Regions from separate parts of the Arabidopsis thaliana genome. Here region 1 is linked to region 2. The links are chromatin contacts, called in public ChIA-PET maps. All regions are on one chromosome and are shown on one strand. Each heading gives the region's core, a stretch centred on a gene start, on an enhancer-like site or on the middle of the called end of the contact. The rest is flanking DNA. Distances are from core to core; before and after follow the strand shown.

The links. ChIA-PET counts read pairs in DNA pulled down with a chosen protein or histone mark.
Region 1: a contact with region 2 is called in an H3K4me3 ChIA-PET map of shoot, with 13 read pairs. The contact joins the promoter of AILP1 here to the promoter of LUL3 in region 2. A contact is called at or near these places in 15 of 26 Hi-C or Micro-C datasets (callus, cotyledon, leaf and 5 more), 2 of 2 datasets of contacts at active chromatin or transcription factors (seedling and shoot) and 1 of 3 other capture datasets (seedling).

Annotation. Positions count from the first base shown.
Region 1 is chr5:6,421,736-6,424,621 of TAIR10.1, reverse strand. It overlaps AILP1 (aluminum induced protein with YGL and LRDR motifs), which reads right to left and starts at 1,469. Exons shown (of 5, transcript NM_001036823.1): 1 at 1,022-1,469. The coding sequence starts at 1,224. AT5G19150 (pfkB-like carbohydrate kinase family protein) reads left to right here. Exons shown (of 12, transcript NM_203082.1): 12 at 1,306-1,317.
Region 2 is chr5:6,376,451-6,379,462 of TAIR10.1, reverse strand. It overlaps LUL3 (RING/U-box superfamily protein), which reads right to left and starts at 1,314. Exons shown (of 3, transcript NM_121913.3): 1 at 546-1,314; 2 at 1-43. The coding sequence starts at 1,063. AT5G19070 (SNARE associated Golgi protein family) reads right to left here. Exons shown (of 9, transcript NM_121912.3): 4 at 2,992-3,012; 5 at 2,780-2,866; 6 at 2,584-2,700; 7 at 2,398-2,490; 8 at 2,287-2,317; 9 at 1,796-2,195. The coding sequence ends at 1,993.

The DNA of each region.
Region 1 (2,886 bases), core at 220-2,719, 45 kb before region 2:
GTTTGATTGAGTGATCGGTCATTGTTGTGATTGTTGAAGTTATGTTTTAAAAAATGTTGGTTGGGACTTAATATGGCCAACATACGGAATCTTGGTGTTTGATTGGTTGTGGTTATATTTTATAAATTTGACTGTATAATTTTAATATTGATTATTCTTATGCTAATATTTTCTTTGTGATCGGATTCTAAGTGACATAAGTACATGACCAATTCAGTAATGAGTCATGAGAGGCTTGTGAATCTTTTGGTGACTAACACAACTTCTGAGACGTGTCCTTGTGCCACCACCGTCACCGACAGAGTCAACTACTAAATTTATATTTTGAGGTATCAAAGAAATTTTGGATCTTCAGTCCAAAGTTTGCTAGGTAACAATTAATGTAAATTATCTCTAGTTTATTCACATCATCTCACTCAAATCTTGTTTCCATGAAGATTGAAAGAAATCCTTTTTAACCAATGAGCTAACTTTACTTGGATAAATATTTATCATTTTTAATTTCCAATAAGAATTATCCATACAAATTTGGATCGGTACATTTCAATAAAGCTACCTATGATGTACCTTGTATATGCATATTTCTAAAAAGATATATATGATTTGAGAAAATTTTATTCGGACTTACTCTATAAATTATTGTTTGGGTCCACACACCATAACACAAACATACATCACCCTAAGTTAAGTGGAGTGCTTTGAAGAAAAGAATACCACAATTATGTAATTCGGAATCTAGTAGAAAAATTATCTACAAAATTTAGTATCTAATTAGATAATTTTCACTAATACCCTATCTTCTTAAAACAAATTAGATAAGAAAATCGGACGAAATCAAATGAAATATGGTCCATACATGCAAATATGCAATTGACTTTTATTTGTCAGCGAAATTTAAAGGCTCGACGATGATCTCATCACCGTCCGATCATAGCGAACCGACGGTAGAAACTTTGGGACCATCGTAAAAGGCCAAGTTTTAATAGATATGAACATAAGAAAAATCGCCGGCGAGACTTACCTAGGCCGGAGAGGACTCTCGTTGTGATGGCTGTAAGCAAGCTGAACATAGTCGCCGACTTGTACAGAAACAGCGGATGGATTTTTCTCGACGAACCGGTTTACTAAAGTTGATCCGGTTGTTTTCGGCGACGGAGTTCTGCTTCCGGCAGCCACTAACTCTTCCGGCGGCGATACTATAGCTCCACTGAAAATTCCCAACATTTTCTCTCTCTCCTCCGGTGATAACAATCACTTCCTTAATTTCAAAACGAAAAGAAAAATTAAGCTAACTAAATCTCTGAGCTCTCTTTCTCTGGTAACGATATATCGGACATGGAAGACGAGACAAAGGAGAGAGAGATGTATGATGGTGTTTAAATATAGGAAGGGAAGGAGATGATATGGAGGGTATTTACGTCATTTCGTCTTTGTGAATCTTCTTCTCTCTTGATTCTTCTTCTTATTACACTGAAATTAACGTCGATACGTCATCGTATGGGCAGTGACGCAGCACAAATACGTGGGTCTCACACGGAAGAGATGGAATCATTCTGGAGCGTTAGATTCTAACATTGTGGGACCAATCTTGCCATTTGTGGTCTCTTGTCTTATCCATCCTCCTTTTTAATAATTCTCAAAAATCAAAATGTTTTATTTGAAAAATTATTCTAATTATAATTATTTAAACCGAATCCTAAAATGTATTTATATTTGAAATTTAACGTAACCATTTTTAAGGTAACATCCACTTTTCGTAAAAATGAAAAAGAAAGAATAACATCAACTTTAGTTTATTAACACTCTACAACTTATTGTATTTACTTTTTAACCAATTACTTCGCCCTATTGTAATATTGTTTGCAGTGGCCGAGCTAGTCATTATTTTATTGGGATCAATTTTAACTAATGACTAAAATCTATTTCAAAATAATTTTTATGGAGGTCAATAAGCATATTTTAAACTATTTTTTTATAAATTTTGCTTTTAAAAATACAAATAAATAAATAGTTTTTATAAATTCATAAGGGTCAATTAACCCCCTTGCTATGCATGTATCTCTGCCCCTGATTGTTTACCCTTTATAAGAAAACCAGCAAAAAATCATAACTGAAACTAAATATGTAATTAACAGGTGGGAAACATAACTTGTAGGGTGTGAATAAAGGGTACAGTATATGATTTTTTTCTTTTTGGGGCAAATATGATTTTTTTTTTATCCATTGAAAAATCTATTTATACAAGTTATGATTTTTCTTAATCCATCGATATTTTCTTTGAAAAAAATCTGTCTATTTAAACATAAATAAAACGTTGACAAAAATTTAATTGGTGATAATTTTTTTCGAAAAGAGAAACAAATCTGTCAATTAAATCAAGCGGATGTGTCACCACTTTCTTTCTATTTTCTCATTTAAATCACCAACCATTACTAGAGAAATTATATTTGTCTTAGAGTGTTTTTTTTTTTTTTTTGACAATCGATCTTAAGAGTGTTTCAAAACCAGTATACATATTTGTTTTTCTAGTTTTTTCTAACAAAAGCATACTCTCTAACTATTTGTATAATTATTATCCCATGCTTTAAAATAGTATTATTATAGTTTGAAAAAAATATCATATGTGTTTTTTATGAGCCAATGAACTAGGAGGGAGGGAGAGATTGTGATCTGAAAGCAACTTGAACCTAATTTAAATGGACATTTATCATCAACGATTGGTTTGTAGTATCATCAACTTTATGAATCTTTCTTTTCTTACATAAATTAACTTCATCCAGAGAATAAGATTTGTCAGATAAACAATAAACCTCTTTTAGAAAAATAAAATACAACAGCAACGTGATCCAAATATTTCTGTGTATATCAGTATATAATTAAAAACGA
Region 2 (3,012 bases), core at 65-2,564:
TGTGCACTTTGATTCCTCTTCTCCAAAAAATATGATAGTGAAACTGAAAATGAGACAAGTAACATAATGAGACTCCTCGTCAGATAATCTTAATACCTAAACTTGGTATGCAACACAGGAGAGTAATAAGGTTGATTCAGTTGCTAACTAGCTTAGTAGTTCCGAACCATTAAATGAACTACAATAACTCCTAAAATCAATCAGTTATGTAACTGAAGCCTGTATTGTTTGGTTTCTGAACCAATCACATATTCATCACCTAGATCATGTCAAATTTTAACCTTTTTCATCCCAAATTGTGGCAACACATAATTCAGAACTGAAACATGAGTAAAGATGTTTCCTTTTAATCAATCTCGTCCCAGCAAAAACCCTAACTTTCACTGAATAAATGAGTCATATCATGTAAAGTTTGAACCTTTACGATCCAAATTTGAGATTCAGTATAATCTACAAGACCCCTCTACGCTAATTAGCCAATCTCATTCAAATTCTGGTTCTAAAGTCGGAAACTTGACTCAAATTTTGGAGTGAAGAAGTTATACCTGCCATCGAATAAGGCATCGAAGACGAAGGAAACAAGATAATGACCAGGGTTAAGATCGTCAGCTACGAGCCTCACCGTAGCTTTATTCACATTGACATCGTTCTTAACCTTCTTAGCGGTCTGATGCTCCACATAAGGTGCAGGCGGTTCCATAACCGCAACCGGAGTCGGACCGAAATAAACCGGCCTCATCATCGGATTAAACCCATTGTGATGATAACCGGTGAAATACGGAGGAGCTTGTTGCGGGTAGTATTGGTTTTGATGGTAGTTTTGACCGTACGGTCGGTAACTAATCTGCGACGGAGGAGGCTGAGAAGAAGACGGTGGCTGAGCCGGTGGTGGAGGAAGAGAGAGCTGTGGAGTTGAAACGGGGTAATTGTGAGAGTAGCTATACCCGTTTTGAGGCGGCGGTTGTTGTGGTGGAGGATCGGAGTAATAGTACGGCGGATTGTGGTGGGGATGGTGGTGGTTGTTGTTGTTGTCTCGTCGACGCTTGCTTAAGGAGATCCCCATAGCCTCTGAAGAAACGAGACAAGAGAGACAGAGAGACGAAAGTCAGATCAAAAGATTTGTCTTCCGGTGAAGATTATTATTTACATTATTTTTACTTTACGCAGTTACTGCCAGATTTACTGCAATTTTTGTAATAAAAGTCAACGCGTGTAACTTTTTTTTTAATCGGATGTTCCCGAAGACATGACCGTCTAACGAAAGAGACAAGACCGTTTCTTCTTGTTCAAATCTAGAAAACACACATACATGACGTTTTTCGAATAGCATTATTGATAGAGAAAAACTATGAAAAATCAACTAATACCTTATGAATTTCAAACGTGGTGTTTTATAGTTGACCACATATATCAACAAGTTCTTAACTTTGAATATTATGTTAGTAAATTATATTCAGATCATTTATAAAAGTTTACAAGTTTTCATCTTAATTTTGGTTTTCTTCCAATTATGTTATTAAGATGAGATTTTAAATAGTCCAAAATAGTTGAGCCAATATCATAAAAGCTAATTTTGGTTATGAATATACCCATATATTCAATTGATGGGTTCAATTTATGCATAACAGATTCTGTGTATAATAAATATACCTTTAGTCGTATTCAACAATCTTCATTGAATATTGGTTTAGGAGATTTTTAAGATACCTGTAACATTTTTAGGTCATAGATATGTTTAGAATGCTTGTGAATGTCAACAAAATATCTGATTAGCTGGAGCAATTAGAAACTCAAACCAAAATCCATTTAGTTTCTTTTTATTCATCCAATATTTTAAATCTCTGTGAACTAATAATTACATCTCAAAGTTACTAAGAAAAATAACTTTTTAAAAATAATTTTTAATCTATGTTATTATTATACAAACCAAGAAAACTAAGCTTTGTATGTTAAAATAAAGATTATACAAAGTAAGTATTCATCATCTTAATTTTAATGACTATGGTTTACTTGGTCTTGAGGTTGTTGTGCATCTATCTTTATCAAGAGAGGCTCATTTAAATCCGTCGAAGCATCATCAGTAACGGTCAGCTCCGGCAAGGCTGCAACCGCTTCGTTCATGTCTCCTCCGTGCTCTGCTAAAGCTTTTCTTAGAGCGTCCTTCGCCACCTTTGTAACACACACCATTAATATCACTGCAAAGAAACAGATAGAAGAAGGAACTTGTAACATTAGTGATTCTGCCGCAATCGAAGGAACTAGTAACATTAGTTATGCCGAACTAACCGGATATTACAAGGCTCGAAATCAAGAACGCCTGCAGATTGCGGAAAACAGGTCAGAATAGAGATTGAAACAAGAAGCTGAGAATGTAATTAAAATTTGTGTAGATCTTACCCAGCGACCTGGCGAGAACTCGCTCCACTTGTGAGTTACATCAGAAAGGTCTTTTAGAGTTGTTCCAACATACACTAACGCAAGTGTTATTGGCTGCAAATTAACAATGTATCAAGCTGTATTATTTCCATCTTACAATTTAAACATTTTGCAGTCGTTATGAAGTGGTGGATTAGAATAGATTACCATCATCCCTAACCACGAAGAAAGCAAGTATGGACCTAGCCGAATTGGCGTGACAGATAAGAGGTAGTTCAACATGCTGAACGGAAGAAGAGGAGCAAGCCGGAGCAACAAGCATATCTATATTCAGTTTTGCATATTCATAAGTTTCAAAAGAAGAGTGTCAGCACAAAACTTGTAATGGGTTCTCAGTGCAAACCTTGAAGCCGGATTTCTCTATCGCGAGTGCCACTGATTGAAACTGAGGATAATCCTTTAATTTTGCAACTACAAAAGGTTTTCCAATCTGCATAAGAGCATTTTCATGTAAGTACCAAAATATCAAAAAAGGATAGCGTCAGTGGTTTATGCATGTCACTTCATTAATCTAATGGTTGTGTCTGCAAATCAATAAGAATTTGAGTGGCTTACCGTACGGCCTAGTAGAAATGC